Linked DNA regions of Mus musculus: region 2 is linked to region 1. A link is a contact called in public HiChIP or PLAC-seq data. All regions are on one chromosome and are shown on one strand. Each heading gives the region's core, a stretch centred on a gene start, on an enhancer-like site or on the middle of the called end of the contact. The rest is flanking DNA. Distances are from core to core; before and after follow the strand shown.

What was found. HiChIP or PLAC-seq counts read pairs in DNA pulled down with a chosen protein or histone mark.
Region 2: an H3K4me3 HiChIP or PLAC-seq map of pro-B cells shows a contact between it and region 1, with 3 times the contacts expected there. The contact joins two enhancer-like sites. A contact is called at or near these places in 5 of 484 Hi-C or Micro-C datasets (the AML12 cell line, embryonic stem cells, muscle stem cells and 1 more) and 10 of 115 datasets of contacts at active chromatin or transcription factors (the 230-238 cell line, acute myeloid leukemia, differentiating embryonic stem cells and 6 more).

The regions. Positions count from the first base shown.
Region 1 is chrX:11,777,354-11,782,469 of GRCm38.p6, forward strand. No RefSeq gene overlaps it. Among named protein-coding and RNA genes, the nearest start is that of Gm26314, 71 kb to the right of the region's middle. Within about 2 kb of position 3,253, at least 6 of the 459 cell types and tissues checked have an H3K27ac peak or open chromatin away from gene starts, as enhancers often do. A contact at or near this core is called in pro-B cells, where this site is marked.
Region 2 is chrX:12,121,423-12,127,128 of GRCm38.p6, forward strand. It overlaps a transcript of Bcor not described here. Among named protein-coding and RNA genes, the nearest start is that of Gm46687, 32 kb to the left of the region's middle. Within about 2 kb of position 1,834, at least 142 of the 459 cell types and tissues checked have an H3K27ac peak or open chromatin away from gene starts, as enhancers often do. A contact at or near this core is called in pro-B cells, where this site is marked.

The DNA.
Region 1 (5,116 bases), core at 2,003-4,502:
CTTGAAGGAAGGTTTGGGTTAGTTAATTATTTTCACTCCTCCTTCAGAGGAAGAGATGGAAATTCAAACAGGTGAATTAACTTGCCTTGGGCCTCAAAGCAAGTGAGGCTCCAAGGTACAAGTCACGGAGGCCTTGTGACCCCAATGGTCCACCCTAGCAGCCAGCCCCAGCTGGATGACTAACAAGTGGCCAGAGGAAGAGGTCTGCTTTGTCTCTTTTTTGGTTTTCTGGTTTTTGTTTTGGTTTCTTTTTTTGTTTTTTGTTTTTTGTTTTGTTTTGTTTTTTTTCTTCATCCTTGGTTGTCCTGGAACTTGCTTTGTAGAGCAGGCTGACCTCAAACTCACAGAGATCTGCCTGCCTCTGCTTCTTGGGTGCTGGGAATTAAAGGCGTGTGCATCACTGTCCAGCATAATGTTTTCTTTTTTCATGTTCAAATCAAATGATAGATTTATTATTTTTTCAATAACCCTGAAAACAGTTAGCATTAGCCCCGTTTTACAGGTGAGAAAACTTCTTACAGACTAATTTCTATACTATAAAAGGAGTGCAGAGTTAGAATTTAAGACCAGGACCAAAAATTTTTTTGCTAGGTAGTGCTGGACAGGGCAGAGGTAGATAGGGATACAAGTTCAGAGATCAATAACACCACAGAGCCAAGACCTATGGCACAAGCCCTAAATCCTAGCTACTCAGGAGGCTGTAGCAGATAGATTGCAAACTCAATTCCAGCCTGGGAAACTTAGAGAGACCCTATCCCAAAAATAAAAAGTGAAGAGAAGGCCAGGGATGGAGCTCGGTCGTGGACGGTTTTGCTCAGTGTATGCAAGGGCCTAATTTCCACAAAATATTACCCAAGTATCAAGCTGGAATGTTCCATTGGACTTTGCTTTCTAGAAGTTTATAAACTAGCAGAGAAGTTGGTTTGTGTGTGTTCCCCCAGAATGCTCATTCTAGCAAGGGAGAGATGGCAAGAGAAGAACTGAGAAGCAGAGGGTGGCAGAGTTCACTAGAGTTGTTGTCTTGGTGACTTGTCTTGTTTGTGAGGAAATGCCTGGCAAAAATCAACTTAAGGAAAGAAGGGTTTTGTTTGGCCTCTTTTGCTGGGGGTACAGTCCATCAGGGACGTGAAGTCACGGCAGCAGGGGCATGAGGTCGTTTGTCTCATTGTGTCTGCAGTAGGGGAGCAGAGAGATGAGCATTGATGCTCAACTAACACTCTCTCTCCCCTCCTCTCTCTCACTCTCTCTTTCTCTCCCCTTTTCATTTGGTCCAGAAACCCCAGCCATTAAATGGTGAGGCCCACATTTAGGATGGATCGTCCTGAATTCATTAACCCAGCCTAAATAGCTCTCCTAGACATGCCCAGAGGTTTGTTTCTGGGTGATTCTAGACCTCATCAAGTTGACAACCAATATTAACTGTCACTGGTGTTTTAACAGAAAGAGATTTAACACATTGAATTACATGTTAACAGCATCTTTTTGGAGGCTATAAAGACATATGTAGACCTTCCAGAAATGAGCTCCAGGGCTGACCCTGTAGGAGAGCTACACTCAGCCACGATCAGAAAAGTGGTGATGTTGAGCTACTACTACTGAGACTGATAGGTTCAGAGGCACAGCCATAAGTGTGGTGTAAGAGTCAAAAAACTGCTGACATCCAGTTTGAGAATGTGGAGTCTGGCTGCTGTGATGGTTCTCACCACCCACAAAGCTAGACCAGAGATGTCCTAATACTTCCAGAGACATTTCCATCTGGACCATCTCGCTTGCATAGAGAAGGCACCAAAGATGCAGAAATATGACCTACCTCATGTCCAACCTGCAAATCTTGAGCAGTCAGAAGTAAAGACCTACTACTGGGGCATATGCGTGCAACCCTACAGCGGGATCTGGGAAAGGTAATTTTTCAATGTTCTTGTGCCTGCTCTATGGGAAATCACATTGATGGTGGTGAGAGCCAAGTACCAATATAGTGGCAGAGCTGCAAAATCCCCCACACTCCTCAGGGGAAAGGCCTGACTTATATCAGTTATCAATTCCCATTGTGTGAGTACTCTCAAGGTGATTGACATGAAGCTACCGGTGTGTTATCAGTGAACATAGAACTGGAAACGACATGTACAACTGACCCTTCCAAGTTAGAACACACCAGGTCCAGAAAGCTACTCCTAATAGAGCCTACCAGCTTATGTCAGAGGCAGTGAGAAGAAAGACAAAGTAAGAGAAGGCCTCTGGATGCCACACTTGTTCTAATAAGTAAAGTAACCACCCCTCTTGTTACCAAACAAGATCTATGTTGTCCACCACTGAAAGCACCAATCACTGAAATGTTTCAGTTGTACAACAAAGATTCACGAGGCAATAATGTTGCAGAGTCAATGTTTGGGAGTATCTAGCGGATACAAAAGCAAGGTGCTCAGGGCATGGGGCAAGGCAATTAAAGTAAGAAGTGAGGTAATGGGAGTTGTGTGCATATACAATCAAACCTGATGGCTCTTTAGAGGACATGGGACACCTACGAAGGCCCAGGAAGTCAGTGGCTTTCACCTGTCCAAGCTAATCAAGGCTACTTGTAAATTGCTGAAAAACAAAACAAAGCCAAAAAAACAAAACAAACAAACAAACAAACAAACAAAAAACCATGCCACCATTCCACAGTAACTGTATATTGGAGGTATTGCCTACAGCAAGGCTGATAGGGGTCCATTTGCTATTTAGCCAATCAACTTCCAAAATTAGTGCTGTGAGCAAGTCACCAGAAACAAGCCAAACTAGAGGCTGCGCTCAGATCTTCCCTCCATTGCCCACTCCTACGAGGCTGAACATCTTCATTATTCCTTTACCGACGAGCACGGAAGCCCTTCGCTCACCTCTAAGACTCTGATCAGGTGATTGGGTGATGGGAGGAACAGAGCCAGTTGAATTAGAACTTGCCCACAGATGGGAGACCCGCTATAGGGCCCTGGCAGATTAAGTTTTCTAGTCTCTATTGTCCCCAAATGCTCACAAGATGGCAACAGGAAGGAGCCAGAGGCCCGTGAGTGACAGAGCAAATGAGGAGATGATTTGCTGTCCAGCTTCAAAAAGCTTGCTCAAAAGGAGAGACTCTTCTGGGCTTGTGTGTGTGTGTGTGTGTGTGTGTGTGTGTGTGTGTGTGTGTGGTGGGAAGGGGAGGTTTGTTTTATATGTAGTTAGAGAAAAACATCCTGAAGTCAGCCACTTGGATCAAAGAAAACAGACTTCAAAGGAGCTCCTTTTAGAAAGGAGTATGAAAGATAGAGGGAGGACACGTGTGTCATTTTAGAGAGGAACTCATGGAGCTCAGGCTAACCTCAAACTCAGGAGCCCAGAATGACCTTGACCTCCTACCTCCCAATGCTGGGGCTACAGGTGTGCGCCACCAAACCGAGTTTCTAAAATTCTGGGGAGTGGAATCCTGTGTGTGTGTCTGTCTGTCTGTCTGTCTGTCTGTCTGTCTGTCTCTGTCTGTCTGTCTACACCCAAGTGTGGCATGTGTGCAAGCATTGTGAGAGAGAGAAAGAGAGAGAGATTTTCAAATATATTTTTTAAGCTGAGAATGAAAATACACCCCTGTAATCCTGGCACCCAGAAGGCTGGGGCAGGACGATCAGGAGTTCTAGGCCAGCCTGAAGTACATAACAAAACCCTACTTCAAGCAAACAGATAAATAAATGAATACCTTAATTTAAATTGCCCTTGGGAATGTCAGAATAGGAGCCAGGTTTGCATTTTTTTTAACTAAACCCCGCAAACATATTGTGGCTGAAAGCAGAGGTTCCACCAAACCAGAAAGGACACTCCTAGGGCCTCCAGGCAGAAGCAGGGCTGGGAGATAGGGTCTGGCCTCTTCATGAGGCTCTAATTGGCTGAGGCTAACAGTGGTGCGAGAACCCGAGGGGGAGGTGTCATATATAAAAAGTTACAGGACAGCACATCCACCCCAAGGGTCTTACAGAGCACACCTCTTGAATTTTAACGACCAGAGTTACAACTGGGCAATTAACCCCTCGAGGTAGCCCTCTACCAGCACTGCTGGAGACAAAAGGCAGAGCCAGTTCAGCCTCCCTGGGGTCAGTGGAGTCAGGCTAGTACCTCCTCCCAGCAGAGGTAAATGCCATTTCTTCTCACACCAAGGTCTCCAAAGAAAGGAAGCCTGCATGCCACAGAACGAGTTAGTGTCTAACTTTCCTGGTATGTGAAATCCACTTTTGTCTACATGTTATGTTCATTTAAATGTTTAGAGGAGATCCAAGGAGGAGATACAAGCCCCAGATCTACTTTGCTGGAGGTAGGAGTTGGGAGTATCCAAGGGATAAAACGACCAGGCGGTTAAGGCACAGGGCAAGGTGACTGAAAATAAGAAGTTTGATAACGGCATCCTCTAACCCCCCCCCAAAAGACCTGAAGCAAGTTTGAACCTGCTAAGAGTGTTAGCTATATAACAACAACAACAACAACAACAAAATGGGTTATTTGATGCAAATGTCACCACCACCACAGCTGCTCACCCACCCCAAAAGAGCCTTCTTATAATAGCCCTGACTGACCTGGAACTCACAGAGATATGCCTGCCTCTGTCTCCAATATGCTGCTGCTGAATTAATGGACCCTGCTAAACATCACTTTTTTTTTTCTTATTCAAGCCACCAAAACTATTCAGGACAGTCGTATTATTTCCAAAGAAATCCTCATGAGCAGAGCAGCAGTAATGGGAAAACAGCATCCTGGAAACGGACAGGGCTTTCTTCTCTGTCTCTTCTAATGAAAGGAGGAAGCAAGTGGGGTAGGGATGTAGAGTGGAGGCAGTATGCACCTGAGACTGCCCCTCCAGACAGAGGCAACTGTGGCTGACTGTCAGATCTGAGCGATGGGGGTGTGAGTAGATAGCAAGGATCGGATGAAAACTCTTCTCATTCTGAATACAGCGCTTTTCTGATGCCCAAAGTGCTATGCAAGCAGTTGCAGCACCAGAAAGGCACATGTGTGATCCCAAAGCTCTAGAGCAGAAAAGAAAGAAAAGATTTATTGAGTTCAATGGTGACTTCCATACCCTCAAGTCCTATGCCATAAGGTACACGCTCTCTGGTCCTTT
Region 2 (5,706 bases), core at 584-3,083, 340 kb after region 1:
CCAACCCTCTCTTTTTTGGACAGAATTTTTATTTTTTTTCCTTTTTCTTTGTACCTATGCTGACAATTGTGCGCAGGAAGCTGGGAGCAGTGATCCTGCAGAGAAGCAGAGATGGATGAGAGAGTCACGGTCTTCCCTCAACACACTTTGATAGCCTTAGAATTTTTTGCCATATGCTACCCTGGCACCCATCTGTAATCCCAGCATTCAGTGGGTAGAGGCAGAAGGATCAGGAGTCTAAAGCCAACCTCAGCACCATGAGACCCTATCTGAAAACAATGACATTTTTTTGGTCACGTGCAGGTGTTACCCCCTACCATTTTCAATTAATATGATCTAGTTATCTAGGCAGAATCTTGGGGAAGGAAAACATAGGACACCAGCCCCCAAGTCCCCACTTAGAAGATTGGGCAGAAGGTGTTTGTATGTAAGTGGAGCATCGATAAAAACACACCACTGAATTATAGCTTAAAAAAATACAGTCTTGGCCGAGCAGTAACGGCACACGGGAGGCATGAGCAGGCAGATCTCTGTGAGTTCGAGGCCAGCCTGGACTACAGATCGAGTTCCAGGACGGTCAGGGCTACACAGAGAAATTCTGCCTCAAAACTGACCCCAGACCCCCCAACCTCCCCCTGCCCAAAAAATTCTTGGGGTTGAGAAAGGGTTCAGTGTTGTACAACACAGGGGTCTGAGTTTAGATCTGTAGTACCTATATATAAACCGAGTGTATCGCCCTGCGCCTTTGACTAAAATGGCTGAGGCAGGGAGATTCTGAGTTCAAAGCCAGCCTAGACCCTGTCTCAAAAGAAAAAACTATAAAAGTGACTAAGGCTACAGCTCAGTGCTTAAGGAACTTACCTAGCATATATGAGACTCTGAGTTCAATCCTCCAGTACTCGGTGGGATAAGGAAAAAGAGAAAGAAATAAAAAAGTCCTCTGTAGTTGTAGCCTGCTGTTTCAGCTACACAACAAGCTGAGTTAGGAGGACTGAGCTCTGGGCAGCACAAGACCCTGTTTCAAAACATACACATGAGCAGGCCAGGGTGACATGTAACCCCAGGACTTAAGTTCAACAATAGCCTGGGCTAGGATCTAATTCTAAGGCAGGTTGGGCTAAGAGCTAAGAGCCCCCCCCCCAACAAAGACTTTCTCCCAGCTTTTGTGTGAAAGGAAGCAGAATCTTGGAAACCTGAGGTGTTACTCCTACTCCCTTGCAAGAGCCATCAGTAGTATTAAACAGACCAGAGACCAGAGCTAAAGGTAGTGGGCGAATGACTCTGCTCACCGGTGACCCATGAAGAAGCATGTGATTTGACACCCATCCCCCCCCACCTCCTATTTGTATTTCTAGGGAACGTCTGCTTGCGTAAGGGAACACAGAGCACGATCGGACTTTTATTCAGCATAGGATCGAAGTTACCAAGTGTTCACCACTACTCAAATCCCAAAGCTACCAGTCAGGGAACTCAGGCCATGCTCAGTCCCGGGGCCACTCGAAAGAAGGGAAGGGCTCCTGCTCTTTGACAATTTACTCTCTCTCGGAGAGCTCGCGCAGAAGCCTGCAACTATCCACCAGACCAGAATGAGGAAGTACTGTTCTCAGAGGACTGCGGAGGGGCAGGAGGGCTGGCTTAGACTTAAGCTGGCTGAGGAGGGGGGGTGCCCAAATTTGGGGGCAAGGAGGTCTGAGTAGTGGGCTGGAGAGGGCGCACTGCCAGCTCTAGCTGGCTCAGAGCCAGGGAGTCTGACTGAACTTGGGCCAGCCCTGTTGGCCCACAGACTCAGTACGCTAACTGCCTGAGTACTCCCAGCCTCTTTGTTTGCACTTCCCCACAGTTCCCCGGTAGTGTTTAGGAATGCGCTTTGAAGGTTCCAGCGCGTTTCGCCAGTGCGTAGGGAAACCAAGAGCAAAGGCTGGGCCCAGGCCAGATGGCTCGAAGGAGGGCACCTGTGATCACACTGAAACACCCCAAGGGGCAAGTCGAATCTAGGGGGCACAGAGGGAGTGTGCCCAGGGAAGGGGGATGTATTTAAGCCAGTTCAAATTCTCTGCTGGGGGACTCCCTCACAATTCCAAACCTTGGAGATTTCCAAGTTTGTTTTGTTCAGGGAGGCAGTATTCCCTTATCGAGTTCCAGAAAGAGCGGGGGGGGGGCGGGGGGAGGGGAGGGGAGAAGAGGAGAGGAGAGGAGAGGAGAGGAGAGGAGAGGAGAGGAGAGGAGAGGAGAGGAGAGAGAGAGAGCGCTGGAGGGGGGCAGTGCAAGCTTCCCTTTTCTCTCGGTCTGGGGCTAGTCTCTCGGTCAGGCTAGTCCTGACTTGAAAAGCTGCCTTCTTGATTTGCATCAAAATCTCTCTGGCCTGGCCCCCAGGGGAAATAAAGTTAGGCAGGCTTTCCAAGGAAGGGGGAAGTAAAGGACCCATGTGACCCCTGCCACCATCCAAACAGAACAATCTGGAAGGCCCTGGAGCTTGGTCCGGGTTTAGGTTGGAAGCAGAGAGGTCCCTGGCCCCAAGAGGCTGGTAGCCTCATCTTCCTCCTGGAATCCAGCTGCAGGCGCAGGGGCAGGGTAACAGTGACGCTCAGGGAGTGGCTGATTTCCTTCTCCACGTCCTCAGAAGCTCACCCACAGTCCTTTATGTCCTTTGTTATTTTGCACATAAAAGGAAGGAGTCGCCCCTGCTGGGTCATTTGAGGAGTCTAGCACTTGTGGCCCCAGATGTCCAGCATACTGCTTTGCGTAAGGCAAGTGCTTAATAAATGCTAACTGGTTAAAATAGTGAGCCAGAAAGAAACCCTTTCTCCAACCAAAAGTGCTCTAACTCTTGGTACCAACCAGAAGTGCTTGGTACTTGGTTTTACTTTTTGTCCAGTTGATCAAATGTTTTCACCCTCTGAATTCATGAGGGCTTAAAGAAGACCCCAAGATCTTTCTAGATCCACAACCACCACCTTTGTTCGCAAACTAGTCCTTTAGCCCTAGTTCTGATCATCGGGATCCTGCCACCTAGGCCTAGGCTTCAGCTGATCGATCATTCTCTTGTTCTCCCGTGCCTCGTCAGGGTAACTTTACCATACACACTCAGTCACTGGATTCTTTGACACATCTGTTCCTTTCTGTCTCCGCGGCCATTTATACAGTCCCAGCTCCTGAGTACACACACAGGCCTGTGGCACATGAGCAATGACTCCAAAGCCACAAAGGGCACTTGGATCTCCCCCCCACCCCCGCACCCCCTCCCCACCCCCTGCAGCCAGTGTTGTCTAGAGCTCAGATAAACCTCCCTCTTGCTTCCAGATGATGACAAGGCCTGGGTTTAGGGGCCTGTGGTCTCTGGATTTCCCCCTTAGTTCCCATTTCCCCTTATTTCCTTGTGGCCATTGATGTGGTGTCTGAAGCTCTGCTTAGGGTAAACAAAGTGATCAGACGGCTCCCTTTCTTCCCGCTCTCAGAAAAGTCACTTTCCCTGCTTAAGTAATGACTGCCTTTTCCTCCCAGCCTCCTCTCAACCCACATATATTTAGTGTAAGCTGCCCTGGGTAGAGTTTAATTAGGTACCAACTCACCCAGGGGCAAATACCAAGGACCCCTCTCAGGCTGAACAAATGGGACCTATGCTTGATGTAGCCAGCCTACCCCTGGCTGATAAGTGACTGGCGGCTAGCAGGTAGAGGGCTGTCCATTCTGAGCTAATGATTGCCTTAGGCACCAAGTGATGGAAAATCCTGGCAGGCTGGCAAGCTGCAGGGCTAAGCCAGGGACAATTGTATGGACCAGTTTAACATGGCTGCAGGGAGGGATGGCAGAAGGAATGCAGCCTGTGTGTGTGTGTGTGTGTGCGCATACACGCACATGTGCGAGTGCTTGCTTGCTTGTGTGTGTACATGTGTGTGCATGTGTATGCGCATGCATGTGTGTGCCTTTTCTCTCCAGTCTCCCTGCTACCTTTCCCTAGCCCATACTCTTTCCTACCATTTTTCTCTTCTGTTTCTAGCCCACACGAGTTGAAATTAGAAAGGTCTTTGAATTCATTTATTTGTTTTAATAAAGACAGCATTTTAAGCAGCATATTTGCAGCACTTGAGTGTTAAACTAAACACCAAGCCAGCTAAATGTGTTAGGGGGACATGAAAAGTCAGTTTACAAGAAACATATAATTAACGCGGTCTTTGACTTTCTCTAAGCTTTTGTCTGGCGCAGGACAAGACAGAGGCGCCATAATCAACTTTAAATAAATGAAAGATCGCATCCAGGCGAAAGGGGGACAAAAAAGTTTGGAGTGGAAAACAAAGGCCAAAGAAGGAATTTGGAGCATTGGAATAAATATGCTTAGAAATACATCTTTTGTTCCTTTCCGTGTAGTCAATATCCATTTTCTCCTTCCCAATTGGAAGGTTCTGGACTATACCTGTGAACAGCCACAGAAGCACAGGCCTGGTGGGGGAAGGGAGGTGAAATGAGGCACCCACAGGAAACGCATGGGAGTTTCAAGAGGTTGATAAATCCAGGCTAATGGAAATTACTATTGCACAACCCGGGAGTCTTCACGTGGCCTGACTTCCAATAAATGGTTCCCCTCCTCACCCCTTGGAGAAAGTGAAATAAGACATTAGACTTTCAATAATCTCATATGGTGATGATCAATCAAAACCCAGAGGAGAAGGCCAATTTATAGAAATTGTATCTGCTTCACTGGGCGAGTGGAACCAGGGAGCTGAAAAGAACACTGTGGTCGCCTTTGATGTGTGAAGTTGCTCCCAAATGACAAACGCCAAAAAGCACTGCCTGTACACATGGGGTCTTTTCAAAGAGGGTGCTCCACAGAGGCCCGTCTTGGGCCGCTCACTGTGGGGACCTGCTTAAAGGGAAAGCACATGGTTAGGCCACATCAAAGCCACTCCTTTCTATTATCTGTTGGTTAGTTTAAGTTGGAGTTGCCATCTTTCTTATTTGTTTTATCGCCACTGAAGTTTATTTGCTGAATTAACTTTTAATGGACCCTCGACTTTGTTCTTCAGAGTTACCTTCTAATACTTGGGCCTTTTTAGCTGGGCTCCTCCAGGCTTTGTGATCAGGTTGCCTTTGTGACCCTAGGCCCCCATTCCCTCCACCCGGATCCTGGAGGTGAAGAGCTCAGCCTCTGTTAACTCCTTGACTGCTGGTGTCTTTTTGTGTGTGTGGCTACTAATCACCTCCTGTTGATCACTGCCAAGTTCTCAGGTTGGAGGAAGGAAAAAGGATCTCTTGACCATTCTGACTGGCTTTCCACATGAGCCTGAAAATGTCGACAAATTTGAAACATCTGCCGGGCTGCTTTGGTCTGATTGCTAAAATATGCCGACCTCAAGCCCCCTACCCCCGCCCTTTTTAATCTGTTTCATATTCACAAATTAAGCATTTAGTCTGGGTAATAAATCAGGGCGGTTTACGAGGCTCACACGAGACAAACAAGCGAGAAGGGCGCAACACAAGCCCTTGGAAGAGGAGCTGCCAGAGCTGAGAGCTCCACGCACTGGACCGTCTAGGGCAGCCCTGGCGCGCCCCGAAAGGCCTCCCGCACCCACTCTCTGGCGGATCGGGGAGAGAGCCAGGTGGAGGATAGAGATGAGCAGTCCTAGCCTAGGCCCACGCTCCGGGAACCCTCCACGAGAACCTGGTGTGCCTGGCCTGCCCCAGCTCCAAGCACCTCGGCGCCCCTGCCCT